Linked DNA regions of Sus scrofa: all the other regions are linked to region 1. Evidence: chromatin contacts called from public HiChIP or PLAC-seq data. All regions are on one chromosome and are shown on one strand. Each heading gives the region's core, a stretch centred on a gene start, on an enhancer-like site or on the middle of the called end of the contact. The rest is flanking DNA. Distances are from core to core; before and after follow the strand shown.

The links. HiChIP or PLAC-seq counts read pairs in DNA pulled down with a chosen protein or histone mark.
Region 2: an H3K27ac HiChIP or PLAC-seq map of skeletal muscle shows a contact between it and region 1. The contact joins two enhancer-like sites. A contact is called at or near these places in 2 of 2 datasets of contacts at active chromatin or transcription factors (alveolar macrophages and skeletal muscle).
Region 3: a contact with region 1 is called in an H3K27ac HiChIP or PLAC-seq map of skeletal muscle. The contact joins two enhancer-like sites. A contact is called at or near these places in 2 of 2 datasets of contacts at active chromatin or transcription factors (alveolar macrophages and skeletal muscle).
Region 4: a contact with region 1 is called in an H3K27ac HiChIP or PLAC-seq map of skeletal muscle. The contact joins two enhancer-like sites. A contact is called at or near these places in 2 of 47 Hi-C or Micro-C datasets (heart right ventricle and skeletal muscle) and 1 of 2 datasets of contacts at active chromatin or transcription factors (skeletal muscle).

The regions. Positions count from the first base shown.
Region 1 is chr7:4,271,616-4,274,814 of Sscrofa11.1, reverse strand. No RefSeq gene overlaps it. Among named protein-coding and RNA genes, the nearest start is that of LY86, 170 kb to the right of the region's middle. Within about 2 kb of position 1,689, at least 44 of the 83 cell types and tissues checked have an H3K27ac peak or open chromatin away from gene starts, as enhancers often do. A contact at or near this core is called in skeletal muscle, where this site is marked.
Region 2 is chr7:4,567,766-4,570,760 of Sscrofa11.1, reverse strand. The region is part of intron 1 of RREB1 (ras-responsive element-binding protein 1); the gene reads right to left. Among named protein-coding and RNA genes, the nearest start is that of RREB1, 57 kb to the right of the region's middle. Within about 2 kb of position 1,495, at least 32 of the 83 cell types and tissues checked have an H3K27ac peak or open chromatin away from gene starts, as enhancers often do. A contact at or near this core is called in skeletal muscle, where this site is marked.
Region 3 is chr7:4,541,331-4,544,727 of Sscrofa11.1, reverse strand. The region is part of intron 1 of RREB1 (ras-responsive element-binding protein 1); the gene reads right to left. Among named protein-coding and RNA genes, the nearest start is that of RREB1, 31 kb to the right of the region's middle. Within about 2 kb of position 1,542, at least 67 of the 83 cell types and tissues checked have an H3K27ac peak or open chromatin away from gene starts, as enhancers often do. A contact at or near this core is called in skeletal muscle, where this site is marked.
Region 4 is chr7:4,611,295-4,614,665 of Sscrofa11.1, reverse strand. All of the region lies in intron 8 of RREB1 (ras-responsive element-binding protein 1), which reads right to left. Among named protein-coding and RNA genes, the nearest start is that of SSR1, 73 kb to the left of the region's middle. Within about 2 kb of position 1,320, at least 31 of the 83 cell types and tissues checked have an H3K27ac peak or open chromatin away from gene starts, as enhancers often do. A contact at or near this core is called in skeletal muscle, where this site is marked.

The DNA of each region.
Region 1 (3,199 bases), core at 440-2,939:
ACATGTCCCAGCTCTTCTTCAATGTCAAAGTGTTTTCCCAGGAGCGCCAGGGGTAGCATTTCCCCGCCCGCCTTATCAGCCTTAGCAACCAGAAGCCCGGCTTCCAGGAAAGCAGCCACTCGATCCAACCTCGCGAAACCCATTCCCCAGCGCATCCAGGCCAGGGCTGTCAGCCCCAGCGCTGGGCAGCAGCAGGCTTTTAGCTGCGGCCACGTGACTTCAGGTCCAATGGGCCAGATTTCCCCCCCCTCCCCGGGCGCCGTCTCACCGCCCGGCTGCTCCCCCATGTCCAGAGTGGTGGGAATGCTTGGGGCTGTGGCGGAGGGGGGGACCTAATTCCCTATGTTTCTGAAAATATCCCAGGCCCGGCTGCCCTGACTGCTTCCCTGGGCAGAGGCCGCATGGCTTGGGCTCCAGGAAGGCCACCTGCTTGCTGAGTGGCCGGCTGGGTGGCCCTGGGAACACTCCCCTGCCGTGGGGGGGCCTCGCTGCGGCTCTGCTCCCCACCTCCTGTGAGGCGCTTGGGGAAAAATAGCTGTGACGCTGACATGCCATTGTCAGGCACTTCTGGGGCCTGGCAACGTCTGCAGTTGGTGGGGTGGTGCTTTGGTGGAGCTGCGGAAAAGCAGGGCTGTGTCTTGTGATGGGAAGAGGCTCTTTTCCTAACCATATAAGTCTTCCCGAGAGAACCAATACAGAACGCGGTCACTCTGGCTGGGCCGTCTTTCCACAGCCGCCCGGGAGCCCTCTGGCCCCGCTCACCGCATCTCCTGTTTCATTTTCCATGTCCTCTCGGGTTGGTAACTCAAGGAGCATCTGTGGCTCAGGAACAGCTGACGGCCCGGCAGCTCCCAGCAGCGGCTCCTGGGGATGGGGCGCGGGGCGCTGGCTGGCAGGGGCGCTCATGATGCCCTGTCCCCAGGGCCGTGAGTCACTGGCAAGTGAAGGATGAAGGCCTGGGGGGTGGGGCCTCGGTGCCCAACCCAGGGGATGTGGCCTCGCGAGATGAGTAATGAGACCTGAGCGAGCGTTTCTCACGGGAGGCTCCCGCCGGCGGCCCTCCCGTCACACCCTCCTCCGCCGCCCACGTGGCTGAATCCGGGAGCTGGAAGGAGCGGTGCAAAGCCTTCCCACCCCAGCCCTGTACTTTCCAGGTGAAAAAACGAAGATGCAGAGGAGAAGTGACTTGACCCAGGTCGGGGTAGAGCGGCGTGTGAACCCAGAGCCGTTAGTCTATACACCAGAAAGCTCGGGGGCTGCCAGCTCCTCCCCGCCCCCGGGTGTGTTTCCCTTGTGCCCAGGAGGTGAGTGCACCCCTGGGGCAGGTGGAGAGGTGAGCTGGAAGGTTCAAGGCGTGGAAACCCAGGACGGCATCTCTCCAGGCTGGTCCCTGCACCCCTAGCTCTGCCGGCCCCTCCCCCTGCACCCCCAGGCCTCTCCCAAAGGTGATGGCTTTTCCTCCTGACTCAAACTAAATCCCCACCCCGTAGCCTGGGGGAAGAACAGGTGGAGTCCCAGATTAGGGCGCCTGGGAAGACCACGGAGGGCCGCCCCCTGCCTCCAGCTGTTCTTTATTGAGCGCCCGCAGTGAAGGGAGCCAGGAGAGGCCTGGGAGCAGAGCAAGGCAGGGGGAGTGGCGGCAGGCTGGGGCTGGTGGCTGAACCGCAGAGGCAGCCAGGAGGTCCTCAGGCTCTGGCTCCTCCTGTCGCCAAGCCCTGGAGTGGAAACTTCTGGAACGGCCCTGAAGGTGACAGTGTGGGCAAGGCCGCTCCCGCAGGGGGCTGGGGTACCTTCCCTCAGAGCTCTGGAATGCACACATGTGTTTATCTGCAGAGCGTTCCCCCCCCCCCCCCCCGCCCCTCCCACTCTGTGCACCCCTGCTCTCTCCCCGGGCTCACATGCCTTGGGCATTCAATAAACATTAAAAAATAGCAACATCCGAGCCACTGACCTTCATGTAAAGGCTTTGAGACCACGGTTCCTCTTCCGTGGGGCCAGACAGGCAGGGCCTGGGAGGGGAAGCCAGGAACACACCCTGGGCCCCGGCAGCGGGGCAGCAGGATCCAGGTGTGGCTTGGACTTTGCTCTGACCCCAGCTGGGTTCAGAGGTCACCATAAGTGAGATGGGGGCCCCTGATGTTCTATAGGAGATGCTGGGTTGTGTGCCCTCTACCAACCAAAGGACAATGCCTGCCCACCTCACCCCATGCCTGTAGACATCACGGGGGGAACAGGTGCGCTGGCCATCAGCCTTTCAGACCCTGCGCTGAGGCCCCGAGGCCGGGACGCTTCTGTCACTTCTTTTCTTGGCCTGCCCATCCCTGCCTCCCTCACCGAGAACCTTCCACCATTGATCAGCTGAGACTTCCTTGTCTGGTGGTGAGGAACGGAGGGTCTGGGGTTTTCCAGCCGGTCTGAGTCTTAACATCCGGATCGCTTCCTTTGACACAGAAATTATGCCGCCTTTACCCGCAAGGCCTGGTCAGCGGAGTCCAGGCAAAGTCTTCTGAGCCAGCTGGCTCCTTCTTCTTTTTCTTCTTCCCCAAGACTGGGAGAGGGTGAACTCGCAGAGGGGAGGGGGCCTGAGGGTCTGGACCCGAAAAGCAAGGTTCTGTCACTGCATTAGCCTCCCCCGCCCCGAACCGGCTGGACAGATGAGGCTCTGAGGCTCTGTGAGCAGCGGGGGCTGCGGCTGGCAGTGGGTGGGGTTGCCCCCGGGGGCCGATGGTTCGGGGCCCAGAGCCCCTCCAGGGCCTGACGGTGACATCTGAGAGGCTCACAGGGCGACGGGCACTGCTGGAGGAGTGCTCCGTGCGTTTGATCCTTTTCTTGTGAGGTCTATGCCCATCTTACAGATGAGGAAACTGAGGCTCAGAGAAGTTAAGTAGCTTCCCCAAAAGGGTCACTTTGGTTTCTGAGCCACTTCTGAGGTCCTGGATGTCATGAATGACTGGGCTGACCAGCCGTCCCATTTGCCAGGGACTCTCCCAGCCTGAGCAATGAAACTGCCCCGGGAAAGCCCTTAGTCTTGGGCAAACCTGGGGGGCTGGTCACTGGCTCACACGCTTGTCCGTTTCTCCCTCTTTCTTTCCTGTGGCACATCTAGCGCTGCTCATCTTCACAGCAACACACGGTTAACTTGGACTATTCCCTTGGGAAAGGCGGGGAGGGGCCACGGGGCTGGGGGAGAGCAGACCCT
Region 2 (2,995 bases), core at 246-2,745, 300 kb before region 1:
ATGTCCACAAACACTCGGGGTGCTTGATGCCTGGAACAGCCCAGGAAGAGCCAGGGCGCCGGTGTGGGGCCAACCCGGGAAGGGCTGACAGCACTCCAACCCCAAAACGCTCTGGGCTCCCAGGGGACTTAACCAGCAGCAAGCACATCTCTCTGAGGCAGGAAGTCCCGGCTGGGCCGGGGAGGAGACCCAACCAGACTGGCTGTGGCACCATAGCCATGCCTACAAAGCTCGGGGCAAAACTGTCTCCTCTAAACCAGGACGGCCTCGCGTGTGCTCTGAAGGCCGACAGCTGTGATGACGGCTCTGAGTTCCAGGAAGTTGATGTGTTTCTTGGCTGAGGGTTCAGTCTATGCCTTGGGTCGGGCAGCAACTCATGCGGCCCCCTCCCCCTCGCTGGCACGGGCTTTGGTCAGAGGGAGCCTTGGAGTGTCACGTAGAGCATTCGAGCAGGCCCAGCGTGGTCGGCCAGCCCGTGAGCTGCTCCAGCCAGTTCCGGATGCTCCCCCTTGGGTGAGGAGGGGCTACCAAGGGGTGGAGGGGGAGATGCACCCCAGGTACACAGCCCAGGTTCAAGACAGCAAAGCGGGGAGGGCGGCAGCCACCCTGGGTCCCAAGGCCGTGTATGCGCTCACGCCTTCGGTTGTCTGTTGACCTCTGTCCCCGCGACATGCCCCCCACCTTTTTCTTTGGAGGGCTGCACCTGCAGCCTACGAAGTTCCCAGGCTGGGATTAAATCAGAGCGCAGCCATAGACCTACACCACAGCTCACGGCAACGCCAGATCCTTCACCCACTGAGCAAGGCCAGGAATCGAACCTGCATCCTCAAGGGTAATAGTCGGGTTTGTAACCTAGTGAGCCGTAACGGAACTCCCAACACGCCCCCTTTCAATGGTGATCTTTACCTGCTGTTCAAAGCTCTTCCCTGCTCTGGCCTCAGTTTACTTCCTGACTCTCAGGACGACAAGTCCCCACACTCGCCACTGAGTTTCTTCCCCCAGAACACACACCTGCACTGGTCCCCGAACCCCAACCCTCATGGGCCACTTTTCCCAGGATGCCCCCACTGGCTGGAGGCTCCCTGTTCCAAACCCTGACTCGGAGACACTAGGACACTAAAACTAACACTAAGACTGAAAGACTAGGGCCCAGACTACTGGTGACAGCGGCCACGGCTTTCTAAATAACGCTCAGCACGCGCTCAGCTCAGCACCTCGTTCAGTCCTCGTAACCACAGCCCTGGGAGGGCCAGTCCCCTTGTGTAGGCCTCAAGGTCACGGTGGCAGAGCAAAGTGGATCTGATCTAAACGCTGTTTCTTTTGGACAAAATTCCCGCCTCCTGGCACAGGGCTGGAGAAGGCAGATGCTCTCCATCAGTCACGTTCTCTGACTGCTCACCATCTTCTGAGTCATCTCGGCCCCTCCAGACTGCTCAGCGCCTGGCCTCCCGTTTCCGCCTGTTTCTAGGCAGGAAAAAGGACTCCCTGCTCCCACCTTCTCCTCTGCCTTCCTCTCGGGCAGGAGCAGGGCTGAGTCCACTGCCAACTAACAAGTTTGCTGCCCGGAGCCGGTGGCCACGCCCAACCCCGCTGCGCAAAGGGACAGGAATGCCACTGCACACCCTGGTCTTCGCTCAGCAGTGACGGGAAGAAGGCACCAGGCGCTTGAAACCCCGAATCCTGAAACCCTGCCCAGTCCTGTCCAAGGGGCCAGGTCCAAGTGACCCACCAGCGCAACCTCCAGCTCAGAAGCGACCCGAGTACACCAGGCTGCCCACCAAATACAACCCTGGAGCCCACACGCCTGGGCCCTGGAATTCCAAAGGGACGGGCGTGTGTAAGTGCTGGGGCAGGAGGGGGGGCACAGCCGGTGGGGAGTGCGCGGAAGAACCACGCAGGTCACCTCCCCAAGGAGATCGACAGTCCCGTCTGGTCACTGAGACGCTAGCTACCGCTGACCCTCCCTCCAACACAGCCACCCCGAGTCCCCACCCAGCAGCATCTTGGACCCTGGTTAGAAATGCCGACTCCCAATAAGCCAGTCATTCAACCAACACCTTAAACTGACACAGGTCAACTACACCTGCAGGAAGAAATGAAGGTTTCCAGGCGCCACCCAGAACTAATGCGAAAGAAACCCCTCTGGGTCGAGCCCTGCAGTCTGTGCGTTGGCTCTCACCAAAGGGAACAGGCGCTGTGCGCGGAATTCTGGAAGAAGGGTGACGCCAAAGCAAGGGAGGCCTGAGAAACCTTCCTGCTATGAGGATCTGAATGAAATCACTCCTTATCACCACCCCGCCCCCCGGAGCAAAAGTCAGTCTCTGGAGCAGAGCCTCAGATCCCAGGTCTAACTTTAGCTTTACCTACTGCAAAGAAATAATAAAAGAGTCAAGTAAGTAAGGGCGGGGGTGGCGGGAGAGGGCGCCATCCACACGGGGCCTAGTCTAGCTCCCCCAGGAACCAGGATGCGTGGGACGCGAGGACGGGGCCGGGGCCACAGTGCACAGGCAGAGCCGCTCAGCCTGGGCCCCCCCGCAGCTCTGGACCCTCAAAGACCCCCCCACACCCAGAGCCACGCCGTTCACCAAGCTTGTCCGCTCCAGGGTGCTGTGGGATGGTCCCCAAAGGTGAGCCCCTTGGCCAGGATTCCCGGCGGCCCTGGACACCCTCTGGGTCTCCCTCCTGGCAGTAACTGTCCACTGTGCCAGAAGGCAACCCCAGGGCATCCCAAGGCCTCACCGGTTCCTGTGTTTCTCTCTTAATGAGACCCATGGTGGAGGAAGGAAAACGGACTGGCCTTGAGCGGCTGCCCCTTCTGCCCAGGTTCAGGGCCCCAGCCCGGCCCCCCCCCCCCCCCCGGGACACCAGGAGTAACACAGGCCACCGATGCCACCCTTCAGAAAGAGTGTGCATGGCCTTCAGGTGAAGGCACACGTCCACATGGAGTAAAGTGTGGCGGGAAGGGCAGCTCCGGGCCAAAGGGCCGTCTCTCCTC
Region 3 (3,397 bases), core at 293-2,792, 270 kb before region 1:
TCTGGTACCAGCTACTCAGCATCCCTGATAATTCTGTCAGAGAGCCAACTTCTTAAAAAATTAATTAGTGGCATTTACACCTGCCGGTGCAGCGGGCCTATCAGGGGTCTAGTACCTGGACAATACCTCGCTTAACAGGAAACTCAGGGTTGCAGCAAGCAACCATCAGGAGAACTTCAAGGTTCGTGAATCATTTTCTAACTCTACTTAAAAAAAACATATCCCAGTGGCTCAAATGTATTTGTCCGTCTCATCAGACATAAAGGTACAAGTACCACGTTTATAAATACAATTTTGAAAGCTTTATAAGGGTGTGTGTTAGAATTACCAGGGAAGCTTTTTCAGACTGACAAGCCCCAGTCTCACAACAGACCTCCTGAATTTGAAACCCCTTGTCTTAATCACTGTTTTGGATGCTGCAGCGCAGTGAAAAGTGATCACGAGAAAACACACCAAAAATGAGACAAGTCACAGAGTGGCGGGCTCACCTGAAGCGGTCTGGGTACAAAGCTGCTCATGCAGGAGGGACCAAGGCTCCCAGGTGCAGGTGACAGTGCTCTGGGTGGGTGAGCCGGCCACAGGATGGCACAGAGGCACAGGCAGGGGCCTCCCGCACGCCCACTGTGCCAGCTCAGAGCAGGGCCTGTGGGGGACACAGGGCATACTCAGCCGGGCGCCTGGTGGCAGGTGGCCTTTGGCCCCAGGAGCCAAAAGCTCCAGGGCCTGAAGCAGAGCATGGAGACAGTGCCCCAGCGCAATGGATTCATCACTACGTGACCACACGCCCCTGGGGGGTGGGGGGAGGGTTGGGGACAGGGGCCGGGAGTCTGCCCCCAGCACTGCTGGGAGGGGGGATTTAAAACTGGAAGCCGCGATGGCGCTGCCCCCGGGGCTCCATCCACAGAAGGTGGGTCACATGGGAAACACACAACAGCTGCCCAACATTCTGCAGAAAAGGAAGAGACCAGGCCCAGGCCTGCAGAAGCTGCCCCCGTCCTTCCCCCAGCAACCCGGCTTCCCGCCAACGGCTGCATCCCTCCTCCTCGTCCTCCTCCTCCTCCTCCTCCTCTTCATCCTCCTCCCCCTTCCTCCTCCTCCTCCTCCAAAGGGCTCTGCGGACACTTTTTCAGCCACACGCCGTTCTCATTAAAACGGTAACCGGCAGGTACGCCACCCGGGCAATTACTACAAAACGCGAGTGGGCACGCTCACGCCTACGCAAAACTTCTGGAAACTGAAAAGTGGTCTCAGGCTAAATGGCCTCAAACGGACGCCAAAAAAAGGAAGGAAGCGAGGGCTTCACTCGGGGCGCACACATTTTCTAATCTCTGCCTGCGAGGAATCCAGTTCTTAACAACGAGCTCGGTTACTAAACGGGCTCTTCGAAGGCTCCGGCCCTTCGCGACATCGCCGCCCGGCCGCCGCCGGCCGAGGGAGCGCCTCAAGGTCTTCGTGGAAGCGACGCCGGAGCGGCCCACGGAAGGCGGCCCGAGCCCCGCCTCCGCCCCGCCCCTGCCGCCCGGCCGGCCAATCGGCGCCCGCCGCTCTGACTGACGGCCCCGCCGCCCGCTCAGCGGGCGGCCCCGCGCGGGCGCCGAGGTGGGCGGGGGGCGCGGAGGCCCGGGCTGGACCAGCGCCTCGCGACCCCGCCGCCCAGCCGTCGTCCGCCGGCGTCCCACTGGCCGCCGCGGCGCGACGGGCACGGGCGAGTCCCGGGACGACGGCCGCCGTGCTGTCTGCTGTGCGGACGCGCTTCTGCTTAGACGGCCGGAGCGGGAAGGCTCCGCGGCCCGAGGAGGGCCGGCCACCCGGCCGCCTTCCGCCGCGTCCTCCCAGGCCCCTCCCCTGGGCCGCCGGGAGCCCAGGACCGCAACACATCCTGACCGCCTCGAGACGGCTCCAGGGAGGGGACACGACCCCCGGGGGGGAGCAGTGCGCGCTCCGCAGCTCTGCTGGAGTTCGCACCGATGCCCAGGGGCAGCCTGCAGGGACGGGCAGGAAGAGGCTAATTCTTAGCGTCTTAACAACATGCAGATCCTTTTCAGTAAAAAGAGGCACAAATCACATTCCTATTTTTGGGAAGGAGACACAGGCGAAGATTTTGGAATCTTACATGATTTCTGAGACCAGCATGTTTACTCTGTATTTCATTCTAGCTGACTTAACTGTGCTAACTCTGGAAACGAAATTAGTGATCAGAGGACAAAATCCTAAAGAATCTTTAAGAAAAGGGGAAGAAAGGAAATCCCTGTAAGATCAGACATCTTCAGAATTATCACAACGTATGCTCCAGGACTTTTTTGCTGGGACCTTGAGAACCTTTCGTCCTAGAGGGCAGTCCCGAGAATTTTTTTTTTTTAATGAAATGAAAGAAAACAATGTTTTAAAATCCCTTGCCTTGCCATTCGGGGAAAGCATTGAAAAATCTCTTTTAACCCTAGGACACAGAAAGGTCAAAGTGGCCTTGTCTTAGGCTTGCATAAACTGAAGAGAGAGAGGATACTCAAAGTGGAAACTTGATGTCTTTTCCCTAAATTCTCAGTAATTTCTAAAAATTTAGTATCCGGCGTTGCTGTGAGCTGTGGCATAGGTCGCAGATGGGGCTCGGATCTGACGCTGTGGCTGTGCTGTAGGTTGGTGGCTTCAGCTCCAAATAACCCCCTAGCCTGGAACCTCCATATGCCACGGGTGAGGCCCTAAAAAGACAAAAAAATAATAAAAAAATAATAAAAGTAAAAATTCAACATCCATGTGACCTTGGACTCTCATTTTCCTCTGTCTCTTGCAGTACACTCTGCTAGCCATTCAGCACACTGCCAACCCTGATAAAAGTAGTTAATGTTTACTGAAACCTGCGCATGAACTGTACTAAACCTGATAGGAGTGAAAAGGCAAAGTTCTGTGAACAGCATCCATGCTCAATAAAATTAAAAAAAAAAAAAAAAAAAAAAAGTAGGTTGAGGACCAGGAAGGGAAGAATCTTTTTTTTTTTTCTTTCTGAAATATTTGAACTTAAAATCTCTCACTGATGAATAAGTCACTTATATATCACCAAAATGATGATGTATAATCATTCATCTTTTTTGCTATCTTTCTGGAAAATCTGACATAAATGCCGTTCAACTATTGAACATTTTTCTACACTTTTCTTTCCAGACCTTAAAACTGAAACCAGTGTCTTTATAGCTCTTGTTCTCCCTGACTTTTTGGGGGGAGGCCCAGCTACCTGATCAGTAAGCAGTTTTAATGAGACTACTCTCAAACATTTATTCATTTGAATAGCTGCTTACAAGTTACCACCAAACTACATTTCATGCAAAAATAAATGTAATAGCCTGGGAACCGTTGTATGACCCTAAAAAGACCAAAAAAAAAATAATAATAATAATAATAATAA
Region 4 (3,371 bases), core at 71-2,570, 340 kb before region 1:
CCGCAGAGCCGTCCTTTTGCATCACGTGCCTGTAAGGGACACTCCGTCCGGCCTTGTTACTAATTTTTAGAGGACAGCTCATGGCTCTGGGCTGGGGTAGAAACGTGGTGTGATAAACACACGATTGTGGCGTGGCGATTGTGGCGTGGCGTGGGCACTCTGCAGGGACGAGGGCGGAGGAAGAAGCCGTCCGCGGGGCAACTCCCAGCAGGGCTGACAGTGACTTAACCGGCCCCGGCCAGGAAACAAGGAACGGGTAACCACAAATGGAGCGGTTTCCCCAATAACCGTGCCGAGGACCTGCGACGGGTGGTGACCGCGCACACAGACTGCGAGTCAGGCCAAGAGAAAGGTGGAGGCGGAGTCGCCAGCGGGTGACCTACAGAGACAGAAAACAAGGCCACCAAAAATCTGAGAGAAAAAATATTTTAAACCTTGAGGGTCCACAGTTCTGGGCGTAGCTCCCCCCAGGTTGCTACAGTGCCCCTGGGCTCATCTGGGGGTCCTGACCCTCCAGAACAAGGTAAAACGCTGAAGAGCAATCCAAAGAGACCCCCTGCTCCCTGGGGCGCCTGATTTTCACATCCTCCTGTCAAGCTGAGGGCCAGGCACACGATCCTGTCACCGAGAAAGGGTTAAAGAAAACTGCTCTGTTTCATTATGCTAAACGCACTTCTGAAAGACTGCTGTGGCAAGTTCCAAATCTCAGGAAACACTTCTTCAGAATCTCAGCTTTCCCCACAAGCTAAGGGAGAGGACCTGCCGTCCCAGCGTGTAAAGGTGTCAGGTGCTGCCAGGCTTCGGGAGGTCTGGGTTTCCGCACAGCCGGGATCCCAGCCTCTGGGAGGCAGGAGTCAACCCACGTCTAAACAGCCATTCAGTTACCCCATCTTTACGAAAGCGGAAGTAGGAGTGCCGCCTTATAACAGGGACTAAGGGCCGACCCGTTCCCAAGTTCTGCCACGGGAAGAGCACCCAGTTCCTTCTCCGTTTCACTGGAAGGGGTTCCCAGCGAGGGACACGAACCCCTAACTTAAGTGTTGCAAGGCTGAACACACTAAACAAGACCCACGTTCAAATAACAGCATCAGGGAAAGGTTCACGGAGTGTTTGTCACAGTCGGAGGACTGGGGCATGCCCTTCATCCTCACGCGTCCCCACGCCCATCTTCCAGGTGGGGGGACGGAGCCCAGGGTCACGGAGATGCCAGGCTCAGGCAAGGCTGGAGCTGGCTGCCCTCCCTCCACCGCTGGGCTGTCCTTCAGAGGACCAGTGCTGCGGGCAGCCCAGCTCCTGCCACGCCCGTGTCACATCCTCGAGGCCTGCCGTCTTTGTAGCACTCTGGCCCTGTCCTCAGAAGCTAAGAAGGCGGCAGGCACCCTGACTACTTCCTCAGGAGACTGAATTTCTTACTCATTATAGCGTTTTAACCGAGGGACTGACATTCCTTTTTTAAAGGGATTTCATGCTTCGTTTTCCCTGTTCTGTCTCCAGAGGCAAGGAGGGGTGAGTGCAAACAACCTCTGGTCGGGGCCCCACCCAGTTCAGACATTCCTCTCCCCCTGCCCACCCCTGCCCTCCCTCCAGGCCCAGCCAGAGAACTGACATCCAGCAGCTGCACTAATCTCTCCCAGTTGCCAGGAGCAACAGTGATGGCCCTGTGACAGGGCCCTGGCCCGCAGCGGCCTGCCCTCCCCACGCCCAGGAATCCGCCGGGCTGCACACCGCGTCCTGACGCCCTGCCCGGGCTGTTCCACCGAAGCGGCGTGGTGTGAAGCGGGGCAGGTCCAGGGGCTGCTCTGCGGGTGGGCTGGCGGGAGCCCAGGAGCCGAGTCTCGGAGGGGCCGTGGGCAGGATAGGGAGGGGGCAACCCTGCCCAAGGTGCCTCCGGCTTCCGGCTACGGAAGGGCACATGCCCTCCCCTCGCTCAGCCCCCAGCATCGTTTCCAATCTGCTCCACCTGGCTGAGCCTTGGAGACCCAGGGACTCTTAAATTTGAGATGCTGACGAGGATTTTGTCATGCCCTCTCCCTATTTTTAGGTTGACATTTAACAAGCACGGGACCAGCGCCATGGGAATCTCTGTTAGGGTCCCCTGCAGATGACGGGCGGGGGCGGGGCAGAGGCAGCGGGGTGCAGTGAAGGGAGCCGAACACTCCTCGGAGCACCGGAGACTCCAGAGGAAGAAGGTTCTGGCACCTCTCCCCCACCCTGGCGGCACAGGGAGCTGCCCCTGCAGAGCCCACCAGGTTCCCCTGGCACGAACTCCCACTGCAGATTTAGGGGTGTCTGTCTCACAAACATCCAGGATCCCGTCGGATGGGGCAGAGGCCCTGAGCCGGGCAAGCACATGGGGGCGCCACGGCATCGGGGGTAAAATGCCAAGGGCAGCTTTCGGCCTGCCAGCCAAGCTTGGACAGCAGGCCACCGGCCCACCTGGCCTCAGCCTGACCCCCTTCACTCCGCGAGAATGGCTCACTCACTGTTTTCTGACGGCCCTTAAGGGGCCCTGTCTCCACCGTCACTGCTTTTCTCTTAAGTCTGGTCAAGCGCCTGGCGCACAACAAGCGTTCATTCATTTGCCAGATGCAGTTTAACTGAAATAATTTTTAAATTATTGAAATAATTTAACTGAAACAATTTAAAAATTATTTATTACCTGATCTCCTTTCATCCAGAAGCCACATAAGATTAGGTAACTTTTGCCAGATTCCACCCCCAGCTGCAGCCACAGAGCCACTGGACCACCCAGATGCCTCCTCTCGCAGCCCAGCCCCCACGACAAAGCCCTCCCAGCCTCAGGTGGGCCTGCCCTGGCGCAGGGGGCTGCGGGGGGGCTTGGAAGATGCCTGTTTTCATCGAGGTGGGCTGCAGTTTCACCCCGTGCGCCGGATTGCGAAGATATCATATGAAAACCAGAATGTAAACACAGCACTGACGACTTCTGTAGTGGCACCCCATGCTGGATGTACTGGTATGTCGGCAACGCATGACTGACTCTGCTACTTCTTTTTCTTTTTAGAAGGTGCTACTGGAAATCCTGAAAGGGCCCTCAGCCTTTCTGCAGTGGTCGGGCTGACCTGGACTCCTTCCCGCCCAGCGCGGATGGCCTGTTACCCTGTTCTATTCTTAAACCAAGCACAACGTTCAACACCGCAACGTCCCCGCAAGGGATGTCCTCTCCACACCACCTGCTCGCTGGACGCTCTGTCCGTCACCTCCAGCTCCAAGGGCCAGTTCCCAGTGAGCCTGCGCTTCTCGTCTGGGGGGCTGCGCGGAGGGGCCCAGCTGCCGCCCGTCCTGCAGAGGCGCAAGCAAACCCGACCCTCACCCTTGGGGCGGCTCGAGTCTTGGTTTTGCTCTGTGCTCAC